3 separate regions of the Sus scrofa genome follow, and regions 1 and 2 are each linked to region 3. A link is a contact called in public Hi-C data. All regions are on one chromosome and are shown on one strand. Each heading gives the region's core, a stretch centred on a gene start, on an enhancer-like site or on the middle of the called end of the contact. The rest is flanking DNA. Distances are from core to core; before and after follow the strand shown. Region 1 overlaps HDAC9 (histone deacetylase 9). Region 2 overlaps HDAC9 (histone deacetylase 9). Region 3 holds the start of TWIST1 (twist-related protein 1).

Evidence for each region. A called contact is a pair of places that touch in the nucleus more often than the background predicts.
Region 1: a Hi-C map of adipocytes shows a contact between it and region 3, with 5 times the contacts expected there. The contact joins the enhancer-like site here to the promoter of TWIST1 in region 3. A contact is called at or near these places in 7 of 47 Hi-C or Micro-C datasets (adipocytes, embryonic fibroblasts, fibroblasts and 2 more).
Region 2: a contact with region 3 is called in a Hi-C map of embryonic fibroblasts, with 6 times the contacts expected there. The contact joins the enhancer-like site here to the promoter of TWIST1 in region 3. A contact is called at or near these places in 4 of 47 Hi-C or Micro-C datasets (adipocytes, embryonic fibroblasts, fibroblasts and 1 more).

Annotation. Positions count from the first base shown.
Region 1 is chr9:87,936,499-87,939,232 of Sscrofa11.1, reverse strand. HDAC9 (histone deacetylase 9) reads right to left here. Exons shown (of 28, transcript XM_021102482.1): 18 at 1,372-1,492. Among named protein-coding and RNA genes, the nearest start is that of TWIST1, 350 kb to the left of the region's middle. Within about 2 kb of position 1,367, at least 5 of the 83 cell types and tissues checked have an H3K27ac peak or open chromatin away from gene starts, as enhancers often do.
Region 2 is chr9:88,002,702-88,005,401 of Sscrofa11.1, reverse strand. It overlaps HDAC9 (histone deacetylase 9), which reads right to left. Exons shown (of 28, transcript XM_021102482.1): 21 at 1,976-2,031; 22 at 1,644-1,731. Among named protein-coding and RNA genes, the nearest start is that of TWIST1, 290 kb to the left of the region's middle. Within about 2 kb of position 1,256, at least 10 of the 83 cell types and tissues checked have an H3K27ac peak or open chromatin away from gene starts, as enhancers often do. A contact at or near this core is called in subcutaneous adipose tissue, where this site is marked.
Region 3 is chr9:88,288,823-88,291,703 of Sscrofa11.1, reverse strand. It overlaps TWIST1 (twist-related protein 1), which reads left to right and starts at 1,573. Exons shown (of 2, transcript XM_003130192.5): 1 at 1,573-2,339; 2 at 2,874-2,881. The coding sequence starts at 1,689. The coding sequence ends at 2,297.

The DNA of each region.
Region 1 (2,734 bases), core at 118-2,617, 350 kb after region 3:
ACACACTCAACCACAGGCCTTTCCTTCCCAAATTTAAGGATGCCTCCCACTTGTTTTAAAAGGGCACATTTTCAGCATTATAATTGAAATTATAAATGTTAATTTCCCCTTATAATTGCTCTCCAAAATGTCTGCCTACTACATGTCATACACTTGTTTTTGAAATGTTAGGATCAGTTAACATAAAACCATTTTGAAATAATATTGAATTGGGTGAAAAAGCCCAACAATTTAGAACTGACATAATAGGTTTATTTGAAAGAAAGGGACCAAAAAAAAGTCCTAAAATGCCTTTTTAGTTAAAACACTTAAAACATGATTCTTTTGGCACATGAATTGTTATTCTATTATAAAAGATTATTAATTAACGAATAGAATTGTTTCAACTAAAATAAGGTTTTGTCATCAACTTTCTTCAAAATCTGTTGTTTCTATCACTCATATAAAGTTTAATAAAGCCCTGAAACATAAATTTTAATTTTTTTATATTTTATTTTTTATTATTTATTTATTTATTCTTTTGTCTTCTCAGGACCGCACTCGTGGCATATGGAGGTTCCCAGGCTAGGGGTCTAATGGGAGCTACAGCTGCCAGCCTACACCACAGCCACAGCAACACCAGAGCCAAGCTGCACCTGCAACCTACACTACAGCTCACGGCAACACTGGATCGTCAACCCACTGAGCAAGGCCAGGGATCAAACCTGCTACCTCATGGTTCCTAGTTGGGCTCATTTCCACTGTGCCACAACGAGAACTCCTATTTTATTTTTTTATTTTAAACCTGATAATAATGCTTTGAAAAATCATAAAGATTACGTTTTTAGTTTTCTATCTTCCAACCACTTTACTATTTAATTCCATAGTTAAAACATACATTACATAGATTACATTAAGATTTAAAATGCAATCTTACTATAAAATATAGTATTCTAGGTATAGTGATAAGGAGTTTTCACTTCAAATAAGTTGTATTATGCCCTTTGTCTGTTAAGGTAATAGAAAAAAAGAGCCGAAAGACACAGAAGAATGTAAAAACACCCCCCCCCCTTTTTTTCAGTCTAAAAACATAAGCAAGTAAACTCTCCAATGTATTTATTCCCATAAACTAGGAACAGCGAAGAAATGTTATTCAAATAAAGGCTAATTTGAAAGTAAACATCATGAAACTTTCACTGTCATTTTTTCTCTAATGTAGAATTTTCTTAATCTACATTGGCTTCTATTGTAAGACTCATTCCACAGAGCAATGCTGTAGGAAAAGCTGATTTTTTGTCACAGTGCTTGCCAAGTATGTTGTACTGACAGCAGCATTGACTAATGATAGTGCTGGAATGTGCTGTTCTCAGTAGAATGGAGGGTTATACAGACCTAAGAGTGTCCTGGGGTCCAGCTTCTGTCCGTCCAGGGGGTTAGTGCCATACAACAGTGAGTGATGTTCAGAATGAACAAGCTGTATTTCCTCCAGGCTGGCTTTTCGACCTTGAATTCGCTGAAAGAAAACAGCAGAAGCCTATAGTACTTCACTGACAACATTCAGAAGAAAGTAAGACCCCAAGTCACATTTAGGATGATTAATAATGGGCTGAGTTTCATCATGTAGGAATGTGACACTGATTTGCTTAGTAACGTACCACAGCAATATTTGGAAAATGAGTGTATATGAGGTTCAGGTCCAATGGATTGCTATACCTATAAAAATTTGCGATACCTATAAAAATTTAGTAATAATTTAATTTAATAATAATTTAATAATTAATTTAATAATAATTAACAGTTAACTCCTTTGTAAAAGTATAAACTTAAAAACAAATGGGAGCTACTGAGTAGCTAAAAATAAATTCATTAAACTTTTACTTTACGCTCACCTGAAGAAGTTGTTGAAACAAATTCCTTACTGTTTATCAAAGGACATAAGTCAATGCCAATATATTTTATGTATTTGATTATTACCCATATGCTAATCACTTCATGTGTGTGTTTCTCACAGTTGTATTCATCTAGACCAATTATTCAAAGAATGTCCTTTGGGATCAGTAACAGTTCAGGAACTGTTTGTGAATGATCTTTGAGGAGGTCTGCATAAAAACTGACAGTAAATACTTAAAAACTTTTTTTTAATCTGACAAAGTATGTTTATATCTATTGAATCAAATATAATCTTGTATGTCTTCAATCTTTATTTCACTACTGCAGCATCTCATTTTAATGTATCTTATTTTTTAAAAAAAGCATTGGTCTGTGACAGAATGGAAATTAAACCAAGATAATAGCTGCTGTTAAGTCAGAGATAGTTTGAGACACTCTAGACTCAGTCAAAATTTTCATACATATGCTGGGCAAAAGCTTTCACTTCAACTAACAAAGAATGGTCCTTCAGCATAGACAAAACTATGAATTAAGTTAAACCTCTGTTGTGTCAATGGACAAAGAGTTCTCCCTGGTCACATTTCTCAGTTGGCACATCTTTTAGGCCAAAAAACATCATGCTGGTGTATGGAGTTAACTGGCCTTATTTTTTTTAACTGCTGTGCTTGCTAAAATTACCAAGACAGTATTATTATTTCAGTTAAAATGTGTGTCATAATAAGACACCTGTAAGATAATATACTAACAGGGAACTACAGTGAAACTCAAAGAGAATCTGGTCAGGGAATGCTGTCCTTTCATATCCCTGTGCATGAATTACTGGTACACATGGAAACATCAGGTGACAACAACACCTCTCTCAAGA
Region 2 (2,700 bases), core at 7-2,506, 290 kb after region 3:
TTCAAAGAGTCTCTCTCTTAATAGTTTTTACCTCCACAGAACCATCGGAAAGTAATATTTAAAAATTCTTAAGGCTAGGATGACAGTTCACCAACCTCCTTCCTACATAATTTTGACAAGTTTAGAAAGCACAGAAAAATTTCCTCACAACCTCTGGTCTTCATTTGCTACCCTTTCTTCAAGTTTTTGGCTTATCTTTCTAGCACAACTTTAGAGTTCTAGAAGTATATAAACTATTTTAAAAATTTGCTATCTTACAAATCATACAAACCAATAATTATTTATCATTTTAAATGTCATTTTATAAGTCCATGGGAAAATAGGTACTGATGTCCTCATTTTGGTAAAATTTTAAGGTCTTGCTGCTGTAGTATATCTAGGCCTTCAACACATTTCTTTAATGGTGAACTGTGACCTACAGTGAAACTTAAGCATGTTTGGAAAATACATGGGAAGTTGGGTCTCGGTACTCAGCACCAAAGTACCTGCAGGAAGGCTACAAATACACTATGTGGAAAACATTTGTTCCTACCAAACACTAGAAATGGTTATCAGTCTTTCGTTCCTTTTATCTCTATTTTAACTTGACTAAGTATTTCTTCAGCTGGCTTTGTTTGTGCTCTCTGTCCTTTGCTGTGCCTGTTTAACTGAATCAGAAGGCCGGACGGTGAGGCCACGACTTCCCAATAAGATTTAATTATGAGTGCAGATATGAACAAGATTTAGACTATTAAGCTTTGCACTTCAAAAAAACTTTTAACATATTTTGCCTTTAAATCTTTTATCACCTGCAAAAATTAATTAAGTACAGATGTAGCAGGTTCGCTTTGGATGCCAGGGTTCATTTCCTGTCTATGCTTTGTCAGACAACCTATTACACCTCCTCGTGAACTGGAGGCAAACCGAAAACGGGGCTCATAAATCACCAGTCAGCTCTCTTTTGCCCTTTCCTGGGTTGGTCCTTTGGTATGGGGCAGATCTCCAGCTCATTATTCATGAATATACTACAGACAACATGCCAAGTGTCATCTGCATTTAAACAAACCATTTGTTAAACAAATTATAACTATTGTGTAAGAATGTATCATGTTAAAATGCAAGATGAATCTAATGCCTCTGACTTTTAATCACTCAGGGTTCCTGCCGGGAGTCATCCCAAACTGGCATACATGATCTGAGATCTTTTCAGAAAGAATGACATGCTGACTTGTTTTAATAATACCACTGTTGCACAACAAGCAACATGATTGCTAACCAGGGGAAGTAGCCAATTGGTTACCAAAGCAACAGCATTCTTTCCAGCACATCTGACTATTTAAAGTCTATATTCTGTAGGGAAAAGTAAATTCAGGTTCTGTTGGGTTATTTTAACTGTGGAAGTATCAATTCATTTAAGGATCATAAAAGTTGCCCTGATCTGCGCCTTCTTCTCATTAAATTGCAGTTAACACCATGAAAGTGAAACGTGAATGTTTATGGTTTCAGAACTGCAATTCTGAATTTAATGAGTTTCCACATTCAAAGGAAACACACCCTTCAGTTGTTTGCAAGTGCTAAAAGCAAAGCAACCTAACAGAGAAATACAAATTCGCTCCCTTTTATCTAGAGTCACTGAAAATGCAGCTCTGGCCAGGAATACATACCAGATCTACAATCAATATCTTGCTTATATTTAGTTGGTCTCTCAAGTATTTGGCGGTAATTGCAACTGAATTAAAAAAGCAGAACCCCCTGCGGAATAGAGAAGAACAGAGAAATAAGAAAGCAAATCAGCCAGGAAAACCATTATAAATAATGTTCAGAGCATTTTTTAAAATGCTATATGATCTCTGAAGCCATAAATCTGCTTCTGGGAGTACCTCGCAAGATTTCTCAGTCCATCTGCTAACAATTAGAGGCTTCAGAGACATGCACGGGGCAGGTGACCGCCAGGAACCGTGGCGCTTGGAGATGGGCAACAGTCCCTGGTACTTACATGGCTGTGGATTCTTCAGCATGATGGCCTGGGGGCCTCACAACAGCAAAGCCATTCTGTAAGAATAAGACAGATTTTCAGTGATCAGATATGAGAGAACTGCTTGGATCTCCATGTACTACGTAGCATCAGGAACACACAAAAAGACTAAAATCTGTAAAAGGCCTCAGAGCTTGTTTTCTTGACTCCATTACCATTTCACAGAATGAACAGAAACAATATATATGATCACATTTTCTCAGATCTTGTCTCGAAAGTTCCCACAGAGCCAGAAGAATAGTGATTTGGGAGTTGTACCTAGCTGGCAAAGAGCACATCAGCTGTTATACTACCATGATTCATTCTCAAGAACAATTTCTTATTTTATGACACAAGCATCCTAGAAAAGGAGAATAAATTCACTCTTAGTGCAGGTTTGGGTCAAAGTTCAGAAAGACCAGAGACAATCCAAAGTGAAAAATCTTTAGCTGGATTCCCTCAATGATTATTTCTACTCCAATGTCAGCAAAATGATAAATTTACACTCACATACTCACATACACACAAAAGAAACCCCAGAAAGGTGAAAAAGAGAACAATGGAAAGCCCATATTTCTTCCAGTCTATAAATTTCACTTGGATGACTGCCAAGACTTGCAACTTTATTGGATTCCCTAAGTCAATTTCTAGCCCACGTTCTGGAATTTTATAAAGAATTCCAGGGCTGAGTAGCAATCAGATCTATC
Region 3 (2,881 bases), core at 324-2,823:
GCTTTGCAGAAGTCAAATGAATGACATGAAACGGTTATTCCATCCCAATTCGTTCGAAAAAAAAGAAAAGAAAAAAGAAAAAAAGTCTAGCACTGCAAAGATGGGTTTCTCTTCCATGGCAGCAGCTTCCCTTCCTTTCCAGCTCACCGACTTTTGTTGCTTCAGACTTGCCAGAATCTGCATTAACACCCTCTTCGAGGCTCTTTGTTGTTACTTATTAGATAGAGACGCTTAAAATGTAAAAATGTCTAAATAATCGTAATGCGTTTGAGGCGCCCGAAACCTAATTTCTCACTGTACCTCCTAGGAGTGAGGGGTGGGGAAGGGGGCTCTTGCAGCCGTCAAACCCGCGTGTCCAGGAATTACTGAACCCCCATCTCTCTCAAAGCCGATCTTTAGAGGTCACAATGCAGGGCCTTATGTGGAAGTAGGGTGGGGATGAAATGACCACAGGGTACTCCACCATGGGCTAGCAGCTCAGGCAATCAGGGCCTCGGGCAAAGACGCTGCGCTGCCCCCCTCCGGCCCTGCTACCTTCTCCAAGGACAGGCCTGATTTCCGCGGGAGAATGAACTTCTGCCTCTTTCTAGCACCTTCGGAGAAGCAGACCTTTGGGCGTTGGGAAAAGTTAGATTGGGTTACTGTGAAGGGAAAAGAAAGGCCCAGATGCTTCTCCAGGAAGGATGAGAGAACAGGCCCGGACGCAGATCTGCAGTCCCCAGCGCAGCCACGTCTTCAGAAACGCCCAAGATCTCCAGGCCAGCCACGGTGGTTTGGCCCTGGTGACTCCAGGAGCCCGTCTACCTGACTATACACTGGGCTATGCCTTTGCCAGTTTTCTTGCCATTTCCCCCGCCCCAGCAATCTCAAACCCGCCCCACGGACCTAGAGGGTAGTGGGGCAAGCTGAAACTTAACCCACTGCGTAGAAGCTGTCGCCGCCGCTGCTGTCACAGTCACTCCGGGAGAGACCGACACCGCAGTGGGGACAGTCCCCTCCCGCCGCTTCCCCGGGCTGCGCTTCGGTGCGGGGGCGCGGCCGCGGGCTCCGGCGCGGAAGGAAATAGCCCCGCGCCCCGCGGGCGTAGGGCAGCAGGGAGGGAAGGGGGAGGGCAGCAAGGAGGCGGGCAGAGGGGCCGGCCGCCTGGGCCAGGTCGTTTTTGAATGGTTTGGGAGGACGAATTGTTAGACCCCAGGAAGGGGGGGGTGGGGACGGAGAAGGGGGGCTGGAAAGCGGAAACTTTCCTATAAAACTTCGAAAAGTCCCTCCTCCACACGTCAGGCCAATGACACTGCTGCCCCCAACTTTCCGCCTGCACGGAGGTATAAGAGCCTCCAAGTCTGCAGCTTTCGCCCAACTCCCAGACACCTCGCGGGCTCGCCGGCACAGGCAGCGTTTCCAGAAGGCCGAGTGGGGTGTGCGTGCGGCCGTTGGGCGCCTTCTTTTTGGACCTCGGGGCCATCCACACCGTCCACTCCCCCTCCCGCCTCCCTCCCCGCCTCCCCCGCGCGCCCTCCCAGCGGAGATTCTCCTCGTCCCTCCTCCCGCTCCCTCCTCCGCGGGCCGCATCGCCCGGGCCGGCGCCGCGAGCGGGGGAAGCTGGCGGGCTGAGGCGTCCCACTTTCCTCCTCTTCCCCGGGCCGCCGCTCTGCCCCGGGCCTGCGAGGCCGCGCCTTGCCGCCCGAGAGATGATGCAGGACGTGTCCAGCTCGCCAGTCTCGCCGGCCGACGACAGCCTGAGCAACAGCGAGGAGGAGCCGGACCGGCAGCAGCCGCCAAGCGGCAAGCGCGGGGGGCGCAAGCGGCGCAGCAGCCGGCGCAGCGCGGGGGGCAGCTCGGGGCCCGGCGGGGCCGCGGGCGGGGGCGTCGGAGGCGGCGAGGAGCCTGGCAGCCCGGCCCAAGGCAAGCGCGGCAAGAAGTCTGCGGGCTGCGGCGGCGGCGGCGGCGGCGCGGGAGGAGGCGGTAGCAGCAGCGGCGGCGGGAGTCCGCAGTCCTACGAGGAGCTGCAGACACAGCGGGTCATGGCCAACGTGCGGGAGCGCCAGCGCACACAGTCGCTGAATGAGGCGTTCGCCGCACTGAGGAAGATCATCCCCACGCTGCCCTCAGACAAGCTGAGCAAGATCCAGACCCTCAAGTTGGCGGCCAGGTACATCGACTTCCTCTACCAGGTCCTACAGAGTGACGAGCTGGACTCCAAGATGGCCAGTTGCAGCTATGTGGCCCACGAGCGGCTCAGCTACGCCTTCTCGGTGTGGAGGATGGAGGGGGCCTGGTCCATGTCCGCGTCCCACTAGCAGGCGGAGCTCCCCACTCCCTCGGCAGGGCCGGAGACCTAGGTAAGGACCAGCGTCTCTGCGCCCCTTGTCGGCTCAGGTGGCAGACCCACTGACGGTCAGGCCGTGGCTCCCCGTCCACCTAGCCTTCCTGCTTGTGTCCCACTCCCTTCTCTACTTTCCCACCCAACCTGGCACCGCCACCTCATCCCCGGAGCGTCCCTGGAAGACAGCTCAGTCCCCTCTAGGGAGAGAGGGATGCGCCCTTGAGAACCGTGTGCGTGTGCGTGATGAGTGTTCGTGACAGACAGGAGGCAAGACTGAGAAAGAGTCGAGGGTCATTGGTAAGGAGAGTCTTGCCAGCGCCTCCCTTTCTTTTGGCTTTAAGTTTTCCTTCTCCTTAAAACAAATGTTTCCAAATTCCACCTCCTCCTTCTTTTCCGCCCACCCACTTCCTCTTGCCCTTGGGCTGAAATCCTTCCAGGTTGTTCAGCGTAATTTCTCCGTGGTGGTGATAAGAACAGTGCTCACTAGTCTTAGAAAACAGCCACAGAGACCTAAACAATAACCAACTTTCCTCCCTCTGGGTTTTTGCAGATGTCATT